Linked DNA regions of Sus scrofa: region 2 is linked to region 1. Evidence: chromatin contacts called from public Hi-C data. All regions are on one chromosome and are shown on one strand. Each heading gives the region's core, a stretch centred on a gene start, on an enhancer-like site or on the middle of the called end of the contact. The rest is flanking DNA. Distances are from core to core; before and after follow the strand shown.

Region 1 (6,267 bases), core at 2,919-5,418:
AGCCCCCCGGTGGCTTCCAAGTCCTGCCACCTTCGCCTGCAACTTCTTACCACCACCTCATCTAACTTGCCAGCTCTGGCATGGCACCAACTCCTGGAATTCCTCTCTGATGCCCCAAGTGAGGCTTAGAATCTGCCCGGCAGCACCACTCAGCACTGTTGCTTCTGCTGCGCTGCTTCAAAGTGCTTGTGTAGCTGTGTCCCTCTCTAGGTGGACAGCTTCAGGTGGGAGGAAGCACCTTCCGAGTCCTGGTTGTTTGCCCTTTTACCCTCGGGGCTGGCGGAGCCCACAGCTCATGGGGAGGGGGAGGGGATTCGATGAGTGTTTGTTGAATGAATTACCAAACAAACAAACAGCGTTCTTTTCCGGTTAAGAGTGGACCCAGCCTCTAACCTCTTGGAAACACCAGCAGGTGGCATCTCAGAAGCCAGAAGGGGAGACAACAGACTTCTGTGTGATCGCTGTCACGTGCAGACTTCTCTCAAGAAAAGCTCTTTCACATCTGTGATTCATCAGTCCAAAGAGACGTCTTCTGTTTTCTTAACTGAAAAACTGTTAAAATTGTTTGCCGCTAAATTCGATCTTGCTCTGGTGTGCCACAGATGGGTTACAGGTGTGACATGTGAGGAGGCCTGGGGGAGCTGGACCCCTGCCCAAGGCCTCTGGCCATGCACAGCCTCACCCACTTACCAGGGTGGCATGCGACCGTTAGCAACAGCCATCTGCGGTGGCTTTGAACAAGCGTGCCCATGCTCGTGGCCAGTATGCTGGCAGATTGGTCTGTGCAGTAATTACTATGTTTAGTCACGATTAGTTCTTATGTAGACATGTCTTTCGGTAGAAGTCTAAGGAAGCATCATATTTTCAGGTTCCACAGAACTTAGCAGAAGTCCCATCTACCTGGAATCCTGGGATTTCTCCAACTTTTATTTTATTTTATTTTAGGACTGTACCCGCAGCATATGGAGGTTCCCAGGCTAGGGGTCAAATCAGAGCTGTAGCTGCCAGCCTACTCCACAGCCACAGCAACGCAGGATCCTTAACCCACTGAGCCAGGCCAGGGATGCTAGTTAGATGGATGCTAGACAGATTCATTAACCACTGAGCCACAACGGGAACTCTGTTTCTCCAACTTTTAACAAAGAAGCAAATGGGAGTGCATGTACTATGAGCAGCAGTAACCGTAGAAGACTAGTCCTCTTACTAGTAGTAAGAGTAGTAAATAGCAGAAGTAGTCCTGGTAGCAGTAGCAGTAATCCTATTTCCAAGGCAAACATTTTAGATGCAATGAAATGTCTAATCTTATATTTATCATATGTGAGCCCCCAAGAGCTCAGGGGTCACTACTAGAAGCCATCAGCTTTAAATCAGGAATTTCCCTAAAAACATGTGCTTTATCTTAAAAAGCCATGCAAGATTTACTTGCTACTCCGTAATACGTCAGTGTTATCTCTCCTTCCTTCTGCCACAAAAATTAAAAGCTGTGCATTATAAATATGTTCCTAGAACATGGGCCAAGTTCATTCTGGGGCTTCAAGAACCCCCTGCCCTGCCCCCTCACTTCTAAGCACCCTGAGAGGGCCTGTGCCTTCCTGTGTACTTGAACTTCCCCACATGGCATGAAGTCAAAGACAAGCCACAGAACTTCCATGTTAATAGGGAAAATTGTGCATGCATGGGACAAAAACAAACAAAAAACTCAACCCAACAAGCAAACAAACATACAGAAAATCAGAATGAAGTGGTTATTTATTTTTTAAAGAAATAGGACGAAGAGATTTTTTTTTCTAGGCTGGGATGACCACATTTGGGGCATGCAGCTGAACCTCCCAGCATCTCACCATAATTCCAGATCCACCGGGAACCTTGTCCTGACAGCACCGCAGTCCATCAGAGGCGCGTCATTGTTTATCATACTCATGTTCAATTATACTTGGCGTGTGCTCTCAGCCTGAAAACGCTGCCAGATACCATCTCTGACTGCAACTTGGCCACGTCTGACTAAATGGGTTTGATTAGGGTTTGACTGGTATTTTATCATCAGTTCAAGAGTGAACATCATTTGGGCCTTCTTAGATAATGTGAGAGAGTGTTTTCATGACACTGGAGTAGCCCTCCAGGCGCCATATTCAGAGGGAGAGTTCTGGAAAAGACACTCATTTATTTCTTGGCATTTGATCCAACTTTCTTAGCTGGTGAATATCATAATCAGGCCGAATCCTAACTTGCTGATGACTGCCCTGATTCTGCATTGACTCAGCTTTCCGAATGCCCTCCTCCCAGGGCATGCAAGGTGCCATCCCTATCCGAAGCCCCAGAAAAGATGCTCAGCCCATCTTTTTGTTGTTTCTAAAGACCGACCCTTATTCGGACAAAGAGCTCAGACTTCCATCCATAAAAATAAGAGAATCGGATCATCTAATCTCTAAGGTGTCTTCCAGTTTGTTTGGGGAGTGTGAAACTTTCCATTAAATTGTCTGAGAGGCACAGATGCTTCACAGCCCTTTGTGGACAGAGATCCTTAAAATATTTTAGGAGCTGAAGATGCCAATGAGCTAGAAGAATGCCGTAAGTCAATATCCAAACTAGACAGGACTGAAATGTCCACCTCCTTCATACCAGTGAAGAACCAAACCAAAACTCCTTGAGGATCGATTCACACTGACAGCAAGTATGACTGAAGCAAATGCTAAATGATTTTTAAAAAGGGGGGGGGCAGGAGAAAATTTTTGGAGTGATATGGCATAGGTTTATGGCATAGGTTGTAATGACAGTTTTGTGGCCATATACTTCCCTCCACACACAAGAAGGTGAATACATTAAATATCTACAGTTTTCTGTATGTTCATCATACATTAATCAAGCATTTAAAAAAAATTTTAAGATCCTGGAGTTCCCATTGTGATTGTAGTTTGAGGACCCAGTGTTATCTCTCGAGGATGCGGGTTCAATCCCTAACTTTGGCCGGTGGGTTCCAGCATTGTGGTGTAGGTTGCAGATGTGGTTTGGATATGGTGTGGCTGTGGCTGTGGCATAGGCCTATAGCTGCAGGTCTGATTCAACCCCTAAGCCAGGAACGTCCATATGCCACAGGTGCCGCTGTGAAAAAAAAAAAAAGAGAGAGAGAAAAGAAAGAGGGAGGTAGGGAGGAAGGAAGAAAGGAAACTTAAGAACAATAAAATGAAGACCCCACCAGTTCATGAAGTGGGACCTCAGGGACTCACTCCAGAGAGTATAAAAATGTTTGTGTTTCCTGGACGCTGATGGGCTTGGGATAAACCTGCTCAGTTTGTCCGATTCCTTCCCCAGCAACACGGACTTTGTGTCTTGGGTAGGCAAGGCTCACTCTGATAAATGTCACCAGCAGTCAGCTTTTTAAAACTTGAAGTCTTGTTTCCAGCACACAGCTCTAAGCCTTTGACATAATTGGGAGGAAGATGGAAGCTAGGTAACCCTGGAAAGTTTGTCTAGGGGTTTGAATGCTGAGGGCTACAGGGTGGAGGCGGAAGCTGTCCCTGGCAGCTCTGTTGTTGAGAAATGAGTGCCCTCCCCAACGCCCCCTGCCCCACGCCGTCCTGGGGGAGAAGATCCCCGCAGTCTATTTCTGTAACAAGAGCAAATAGTAACAAAGGCTTGTACTCAGAGAGCCGAGAGGGAACTCAAAGTTCACCTCAGTAAACCCCTCCTTTGGAAAATAAAAAGCGCCAGGACTCAACGCGACTGTGCGGTCCAGCCCCGTGGCTGAGGAATCAAAGGCCCAGGGGCAGGAGTAGAGCCCTTACTCCGAAGCTGGCTGGGTCTCTCCCTCTCCTCCCTTCAGTAACGTCCTCAGTCTCCCCTGAGCCTCAGGTCCCGCATCCACAAAACAGGAGTGATCCCCTCCCCGCCGCCCTGCTTCTTAGGGTTCCTGCACGTTCAAGTACATTGCTCGGTGGTGGCAGGTGTCTTTCTAGTTTGGGAAGGCACTTGTTATTTTCTTATCCCCCTCCCCCTCTTATCGTTTTGATTTAACCGAAGCGCCGAGAGGCCCGTGATTTCCTTTTCTCAGACCTACTCTGGTTGCAGTCTGGTGTTGCATAACCGGCTGGCTGAGGATACTGGTCCCCTTGGGAGCGGTGGCGTGGCTTCCAGACGCTCCGGCGCAGGCGGGCGCTCCGCCCAGCAGGGGGCAGCAGAGCACAGCCGGGCTCCCCCGCAGCCCTGCTTTGCGCGCGCTGGCAGCGATGTTCCCCTTTGCTAGAGGCCAAGGGAACTCTCTTTGCAGCGTGCTCTTTTCAGGGGAGCATTTTTCCTGTCTCACTCCCGTGAGGACACAGTGTTTTGGCAATTTTTTTTTTTAAGTTTCTGCTTTCTTTGGTTCAGTTTTGTTTGAGGGGTAATCCCTACTTTTATTAGACATCTTCCTCCCGGGCATCAGGCCCCATGCAGGGCACCTAATAGTCACAGTCATAGTTATTGCTGATTTAGAGACGAAAATTGTGTAATTCGGCTAAGTTTAGTAGCGTGTAAGAGGCAAAGACTCCTCTAAACCAAGGAATACAGCCGGGATGAAGGGAAGGGGGACACTTGACTGTGTCTGCCTCCCTTTTGTCCAAACGTAGTCGTCATTTCTTAAGGACTTGAAGTAAGCTAGGTGCTTTTATAAATGCAGAGAAGCAAGAATATAGAAAGTCTTTTCCTTAATTTTGTACAGTTGTTTTTTGTTTTTTTTTTTTCCTGCTCTGAGCAGCTGATTTGGAAGGAGGTGGGGCTTGTCTGGAAGTCAACTCTCAGGCCCCACCCCAGATCTGCTGGATCAGAACCTGAAGCTTTGGAAGCGCCCTCGGGTGAAATCTGTGCACTTTGCAGTGTGAGAAGCAAGGCCCTGGAGGCCAGCCAGTAGCTGCCTTCAAATATTTGAAGGGCCAATATTTGAAAAAGAGAGCATATTTGTTTTGTTTTGCTCTCAAAGGTAGGTTTAGGTTTAATTAATGAAAGCCGCAGGAGAAGTTTCCCAGATCCTTGAAGAGCAGAGGATTTGGAGTTGGCCCTTATCCCAAACCTTACTCGCTTCCTACTAGTTACCCGGCTGAATTGACACCGGAGGAGCCCAGCTAAACCACTTCTCTCTGATTCTTGTTATCTGTGAAATGGGGGTGTTGCTGTCTAAACAACTAAAGCTGTTTTTCTATGAATGAGATCATGCATTTGCAAATGATTTGTATATTGGAAAATACTGCACAGGTGTCCATTGTAACTTGTCACCACTTGCAGTGTCTAAGAGGGAGTGCGTGGGGAGGAGAGCTCAGCATGGATTGATGGGCAGTAGGAATAGACGCAAGGAACTGTGTTGGGGGCTCTAAGGAACTCCGTTTGGGGGCTGAGGTGATGAAAAGCTAGATGGGGGGGGGGGGCAATGGCAAAATTAAGACTAGAATCCCGAAGCTGACTCCTTCCGTGTTGATTGTGTCCTGAGGAAGACGGGTCCCACCCCGCCAAGTCCACACCCTTCAACCTCTGGGATCTTTAGACCTGGTCCTAGGTGGCATCTGGTTGGTTAGCAGTCTCACAAATCACCTGGACCCTTTGGCTTAACCGCGAGTAGCAGGAGAAAGCAGTCTGTGTACAGCTTCTTGCTGCCTCTGCACTCGTTCAATTAGGAGCCAGTGGAAACAGTGCCAAGAAGAGCAGGCCCGCAGCGCGGTTGTGATGCTGGAACCCAAAGCAGCACTTGTCTTGTCAACACTGTGCTGTTAGGCGGGAAGGAAACTGGCCGCTTATGGGAGGCACCGGGGCCCTGGGAGCTGTGGGCACACCCCTGGCAGGCATGAGGAGAACTGGGGGCAGCACCTGGCAGCCTCCAGAAGTGTTTCTGGAGGAGTGACCGACAGACAGGAAAATCAGCCAGCACCCCATCTGCAGGCCGCACGGAGCGCCCCAAACAAGGGCAGAGCTTCCGCCAGCTGGGTCCTGATTCCCTCTTTCAAGCTTGGATGGCATCTCCCAACCCTGATATTGAGGAAGGGGCATCATGTACAGAAACTCTGCCTCAGAGGATGCTCCCGAGCCCCACACACTGCGTTCTTAGTGTCGTCCTTGTGGCCTGGTGGCAGGCACTGCAGTCAAGCTTAGCAGCACAGTCGCTCTACGTGGGGGGCCTGTTTGCTTTTAAGCCACCGCGTAGGTTCTTTCCCGGAGCGGAGGGCCGGGGCGGCAGAGAAGCTGTGCAGTGTCGTGTAGGTCCCTGACGAAGAGGGTAGGGGCTTGGACCCTCCCTGGCTACGTGGT
Region 2 (6,677 bases), core at 1,536-4,035, 130 kb after region 1:
CGAAGGAGAGCCGAAGACGTCCCATATCAAAGGAAACCATTCAAACACAAGCCAATAGGAGGAAATGAGCTCCCATTGTGTGCACACATGGGGCGCCGCGGAAAGGAAATTGCCTGATTCGGGACACTTCCGCTGCCTCCTGCAACTACAAGGAAAGGCCTGTGTTCCCACAACCTGGAGAAGGTGTCTTTCTCAACCCAGGGTTGGCCGCAGTGAACTGGGTAGGACTGCAGCAAAACCACCCACATTCCTAGCCTTCCAGAGACTTTGATGACAAAAAGTATCCTTGGAAACCGAAAAGGCATTTCCTTAAGTTCCTCCTTGTGCTTTCGGGTGTTTGGAGGGAGGACACAACAAGCAGCAGGCGCATGAGTACAGCCGATGGGTCCATCCGCCAGCTGAGATGCCCCTGTGTTCCTTGGGGGCCCCCTCTCTCCAGGGCTCCTCGCTGCCCACCCCCCTCTCGGGTGGGTCAGGCCAACCAGGCTGAGTCCCCTCGACCAACTCTGAGGGATTTTCCAGGAGGCGCCTCTGGATGTCACTGGACAGTAGTAACAGCAGCAGCCTCCCTACCTGCCATCTTCTGGCCAAGATACAATCCTGGCCGTGACCTTTGATTTTGCAGCCTACAGCCTGGGGCCTGCCTGGTGTCTGTGCTGGGCCCCGTGGGGAACATGGAAACACACGTGACATTCCCAGCCCCCAAGGACTTTCCGGTCTCTAAGAGGATCATGCATCCTTGGAAACATAGTAAGAAATAGAAATTTCTCTGGCCCTGGGAGCCCCTGGGGTGGGGGTGGAGTGGGACACCTCAGAGTTGTTTAAAAAGCATGCAAAGAGGAGGACTTGTTAGCGTTTTCATTTTTATGTTATCTGATTGGCGGTTTGAGTCCAGTGAAGCTTGGATCCGCGGGGATGCTCCTCCAGGGGGCAGGCGTCAGGGAGTCGTTTTCCACCGACGTCTCCTCTGAAAGTGGTGCTGGTGGAAGGAGAGGTGAGAGAGGATTAAGGAGGCTCCACACTCCTCACAGGGCCTGTTCCCTCCGCCGGCTGCCTGCAGGTGCGCCTGCAGAGGAGCTGCCATCTGCCTCCGCCTCCACCCCCAGAGCCTTGGCAGAAGCTCAGAGTGTCACCACCCCCCAGTCATCCTCTCCTTCATTCCCCCCCCCCCCATGTGACTGTCTGCAGCCGTGGCCGGAGGCAGGTGTGCACCGTGGCTGTGGGAGAGAAAGTCGATCACGAGACAGCACTCCTGGAACACATCATGTTTCCCCGCAGCTTCGGTAGATGGACTTTCCGTTCACTCTTGGAGGATGGAAAATGAAGGCCTTCCATGTTCTTAGGAACTGCACTTGGATCATTTATGTCTCTGGTCCATCCGTCAGCAGACCTTGAGTGAGCACGCAGATGCTGTCCGGATGCTGAGCTAAGAAGCTGCATTAGCCGGGCACCTGGCGCCCTGGGTTCACGTTCTAGCCGGGCTCAACAGCAAGGTCAACTTCAAGGACATGGGGACTAACGTAGAGGGGCCACAGTGGTCTGGGAGAGGGAGAGGGGCTCTCTGGGGCACTGGGGCCAGGGGCAGGGTTGGGGATGCTTTTCCAAGAAGGGACATTTGAACGAGGACCTTGGAGGATGCACCAAATGACAGCCAGCAAAGAGAGGGGAGATGCCTGTCACACTGTCCTAATTAGCACGCTCCTTCTAATTAGTGGCTTCTGAGGCTTATCAAGTCTCATCTATAAACTAAATCTAATAGGCAGTTAGATTATTATTGTTATTATTATTATTTTTGCTTCTTTTCCTCCTACCCTTCAAGGGGAAAATCACATGAATTAAGAGTTAATTTGCCAGCAAACAGCATAATGTGGATACAGAGACACAGGACTCTTTTCATCAGTGTGGAGAGGGCTAGATATTCAGGGAGATTTTTGTCCTCCAGCCTAGATGTTGTGGTTTTGTTATCATTCATCAGGAGCAGCAGGGGGGAAAAGGTGGAGTAAAACTTCCCCGCAGATTTCTGCTTGTTCTCCCTGCACCTCTGTCTCCCACACCATCCAGAAGGCAAGAGAAGGAACCACACCCTTTCCGGCCCCAGTGCAGTCCGCCTCCTGCCCTCCCCGCTGGCTAAAAACATGACGAAATAATACTACTACTAAAACCCATTCATCTCACATGACACTGGATAATGGCGATTTCAAAATTCCTCATAGTTTAAAGGCATTAGCCTTACAGGGTTAGGTCACAGACATGCTCGTCAGATTCCAGTGTCATTCTTTAGTTGTGTTTTGTTCATTTCAAATATTACCACACGCCCAAAGAAAAAGCCCACTCATGAAAATATGTGCAGCGAACTGAAGTTTGCTTGCCTTTCAGACACGGTGAGTTTTTCAGCTGTCCCGAATAAACACAGGCTGTAGCATTTGGAGAGCAACAGTTTGAGAGATTCAAAGAGAACGGGGGAGCCTGGTACCCAATACTGCTGAGCAGATCATGGTCAGAGAAGCTAAGGAAAACGTGTTGTCGGCTAAGAAAAAATAGGGAAGCTCAACAGAGACAAGTCAACTTAAATTCGGGACGATCCCCTCAACCATTGAAGCTGGCTGAGAACCATGAAACTTGGGCTTTTTCCTGTATTAACAGTGCTTTTGTGCCTTTGTTTTACAATGTAGACCAGCTGATAATGTGCCTTGTTCCTCATTGACTTTGTAATCTCATTCTTTGCCACAGATAGAATGGCCTGTTTGTTTTGCCACTAATGCACCCTGGCCAAAGAATCAGCCATTTGTTCCACGGTGCTTGTTTTGAAGAAACCAGCTCTCGGTACATCTTTACACTGCCCATAAAAACAGAGGCTGATCTGGGTGAAAGACACCCCAGGTCCGTGCTGGGCTAGGCTTCCATGGATCCACTGCTATAGAAAGTGAAATTGAAATATAATAAAACTTCTTTTCGATCTAATTACTTGAAGCGCCCGAATTATAGACTCTTCCTAAAGAGGTACACTTTTATTAATTCCAATGACATACAGCGCTGTGAACTGGCCAAGGCTGTTTTACCTCGTAATGGCTCTTAAGACGCTCTTATTAATGAAGAGATAAGAATGATTTATAAGTAGTATTACAGGTATTTATGTCTAAATGAATGGTAATGAAATGCCTGAGAAGTTTGGTCTCATAAGTAGGGTAAATATTCCCATTAGAATTATGTTCCGGCTGTTAATTTATTCAGCAGGCACCCACCCTCTGCCCCCATTTCTCCTAAGTAGTTCAAAGGTAACCTTTAGCCTAGTCTGGGGGTGGTTTCAACTCACAAGGGAACTCTGATCCGTTGGTGGTGGCTGCCTGCCTGGAAACTTGTTTTGAGACATTTTCGTGTGCCAAGGCTAGGATTCACGGGGGAAAAGCCCTGGGATCAATTAGTCATGCCTGCTTTGGACGGGAAAGGTGGCAGGACCTGAGTGACATCCATTTGCTGGCCTGGTTTAGGCCCTTCCCCAGTGCCACCTAGTTAGCATTCTCACCAAAGTCGTCTCCCGAATAGACCACCATATGGGACTAACTTCTGTGCTGTAGGTGCCACAGTTTCTGGGAGTCTCCAAAATCCAGCTGTTGCAGGTTGCGTCCACAAATGTGGTAGCCATTAGACTGTCCTAAACTCACTTAAACCCTAAGTAAGAAGATTAAGTTGCATTTACAACATACACTATATAAAATGCATTTTGTATTTTTACGAAGTTTGGGGAGACAAATGTATTTTACAACTCTTCTCTCTCCTGAATGTGATGGATGGGGTGGGGGTGGGCGGCGCTGTTAACCCTGAAATGAGCCCTTCGAAATGGTATTTTGCTGTTTGGTTGGTTATAGTTTAATTTGTAGTCATTACTACGGCAGTTTTTGAAAGCAAGTGAACAAGTGCTTATTTCCGTCCACTAAAACAAATCTGAAATTCCAGGCCAGGTCCACAGAGCAGCACAATTTTCTTTCAATTCTGGGTTAAATAACAGATAATGAATAGAACAGAGGAAGGGAACTAACTCTTTTGAAGCTCCCGCTATGTTCTAGGCACTTTGACAATTGCTTTCACAATGTTAAATTTTTCTAATTTCGTGTCCCCCCTCCCCCGCCTTTGAGAGATATACAATATTGCCTCATTTTATAGATAAGAAAAGGGAGGTTTAGACCCTTAGACTGTTAGTTCGATGTGGAGCTTAAATTGGAACCAGCCTCTAAAACTGGTCGAAATTTCTGTCTGGAATTCAGAATTGAACCATAACCACTCATCTCAACTTTTAAATAGGACTTGAGCAATGACGGTTTATGCACCGACTAATGAAAAATTCTAGAACGTGGCCATTTTGAGAGCCCCCAATAAATGTTGGTTGTTATAATTTCTTTCTCTCACTGTCTCTCCACACACACACACACACACACACACACACACATTTTGCAGACCAGTGCCTATTGAACTTTAAATGTTTATTGCAAACCACTTTGCCTTTTTATTTCAACAAGGAAACGTGAATGCCTCCTCTTTTTGTTGGAAAATGATCTAAACCTAGAAAGGGGAGGTTTTTAGGGGAGGATAAAGACTGTACGTATACAGTAAAACCCAGCCGTGTGTGTAAGGAACCAGAAGATCATCCTGACATTTTATACAGTATGTAAACCGCAGTTCTAATCCAGAGGAAGTCTGCTTTTAGTTAAGCACTGTGAATAAACTCCTGTTTCTGAAATTCTCTGTCTCTATCTTTTGGTGGGAGGGGGCAGTGGAGCTGGCTGTAGAGAGAGAGGCTTTTTTTTTTTTTTTTCCCCCTCTGAGAAGGCTTTTTTATTAATTTCTTTTGCTGAATTTTTGACCCCGTAAAGAAAAAGAGATCTATTGTCCCGAGCCACACCGCAGGGCAGGCTCCCCCAGACGGGATTTTTCCTTCCTGCTGAAGGACACAGATAGCAGCTTTATGAGCTGGTTACAGTCAGCTTTATCCCAAAGCCCGTAGATTTTCTTAATATACTTACTGCTGTTCTGTAAATAGCACGGGGGCAATCATGAGTCGGCATCACTTATGGGGTCAAAATGAGACTGACTGATACCCGTAATCTCAGGAAGAAAGTGTTGAGTGGCCTAAAAAATGAAACTGGTCATTGGAAATCTTCCATATTGAGCAGGCGGACAGTCTCCAAACCAATCCTCTGAGTACCTTATTGTCCATCTCTGAAATTGTGTGAGATAGCGCTTCATGCTGGAAGCACTTTATTCACTGGATCAAATTCTATGTCAGTGACAGCCGATGATATTAATGAGACTAATTGTATGAAGCTTTTCACCGAGACATGAAGAGAACTCTAAGATTGCCCGCCATGTGTCCTTAAAAAGATGTTTCATTAAAGACTGCGGTAGGCTTTCCTCATTTCTTCACGTTCAGCAGTCTTAGGAGGAACAGGCACCTGAATCCTGGCTGTGGGTTAATGTAAAAGCCCTCTGAGAACAGCCTGAGTTTCCTTTTTTGCTTTTTTTTTTTTTTTTTTTTGGATTAAAAAAAAAAAAAAAAGAGGGATAGTAGAAGAGATAATCTAAGGTCTAGCTAGGACAGAAAGCCACTAACTTTTCATTCTAGAAGAAGTGACTCTGGTTCTTAGGGCTCTTGAGAACAGCGTCGTTTCTCTCATGTCTGTTTCTCCTGTTTATTGGTTGAAGTTAATCATATGATCTGGAATACTCATCTGTGGATTCAAACGTAAAGTGTAGTGGGGTTTTTTGTTTGTTTGTTTTTTGTTTTTTATGGCTACACCTACAGTCTATGGAAGTTCCCAGGTCAGGGGTTGAATCGGAGCCGCAGTGGCACAGCTGCAACAATGTCAGATAATTCAGCCCACTGCGCTGGGCCAGGATCGAACTCACGCCTCTGTGGTAACCAGAGCCACTACAGTCAGATTCTTAACCCACTGTGCCACAGCGAGAACTCCCTGAAGTGTTGTGGCTTTTGAGGCAGTGATGTGCTTCTATGAAAACTGTTTAGAACTCTAGATGTTTTCTTTAGTTCATTCATTAGTCAGATAGCTTTAAAAAAGCAATTGACACTGTCACTTTCCCTATATTTTAATCTCATTTTCATTCAGCGGCATTATTTTTATTTATATGGTGTATAAGCAGTTAACATTTGGGTCTGCTGACTGATTGCTCAACTTGCGACTTTTACCCCCAAACCTAGGCGTACCCCTATCTAGAAAACACTTAGTGTGAATCAAAGGATATGTGGCAAATCCTTCATCACGCTTTCTCACCTTAATTTGTCATCAGACAATCTCATTCTAGTTTAATATTTTTATGTTGCACTGGAATCAGTGTTTCTCAGTGGATATTCCTTTTCGTATTTATTACTCCTGGATTTAACATGTAATTATTTATTCTCTGCATAACAATTTACTTTTCATAATATCTCATCATCATGTTTGAGGCTCTTGTACATGGCTGAATAGCTTGGTTGATTAAAGCATGGGTGATTATAGGTCGTTGATACCACAGACTCATGTTCCTTTCCAACCCTTAGTCAACTCTTCTAAAAATAAGCGCTGTGAGTCCCCCAAGAGACCAAACCATCGCCTAATATCTTTAATCATTTAAAATACAAACAGAAACTCTCTGTTCCTTATTACCGTCAGGAATACTAAAATTCA

Evidence for each region. A called contact is a pair of places that touch in the nucleus more often than the background predicts.
Region 2: a contact with region 1 is called in a Hi-C map of liver, with 2.1 times the contacts expected there. The contact joins two enhancer-like sites. A contact is called at or near these places in 2 of 47 Hi-C or Micro-C datasets (embryonic fibroblasts and liver) and 1 of 2 datasets of contacts at active chromatin or transcription factors (skeletal muscle).

What each region holds. Positions count from the first base shown.
Region 1 is chr11:66,368,358-66,374,624 of Sscrofa11.1, forward strand. No RefSeq gene overlaps it. Among named protein-coding and RNA genes, the nearest start is that of OXGR1, 76 kb to the left of the region's middle. Within about 2 kb of position 4,169, at least 15 of the 83 cell types and tissues checked have an H3K27ac peak or open chromatin away from gene starts, as enhancers often do. A contact at or near this core is called in liver, where this site is marked.
Region 2 is chr11:66,503,101-66,509,777 of Sscrofa11.1, forward strand. All of the region lies in intron 1 of MBNL2 (muscleblind-like protein 2), which reads left to right. Among named protein-coding and RNA genes, the nearest start is that of MBNL2, 25 kb to the left of the region's middle. Within about 2 kb of position 2,786, at least 40 of the 83 cell types and tissues checked have an H3K27ac peak or open chromatin away from gene starts, as enhancers often do. A contact at or near this core is called in liver, where this site is marked.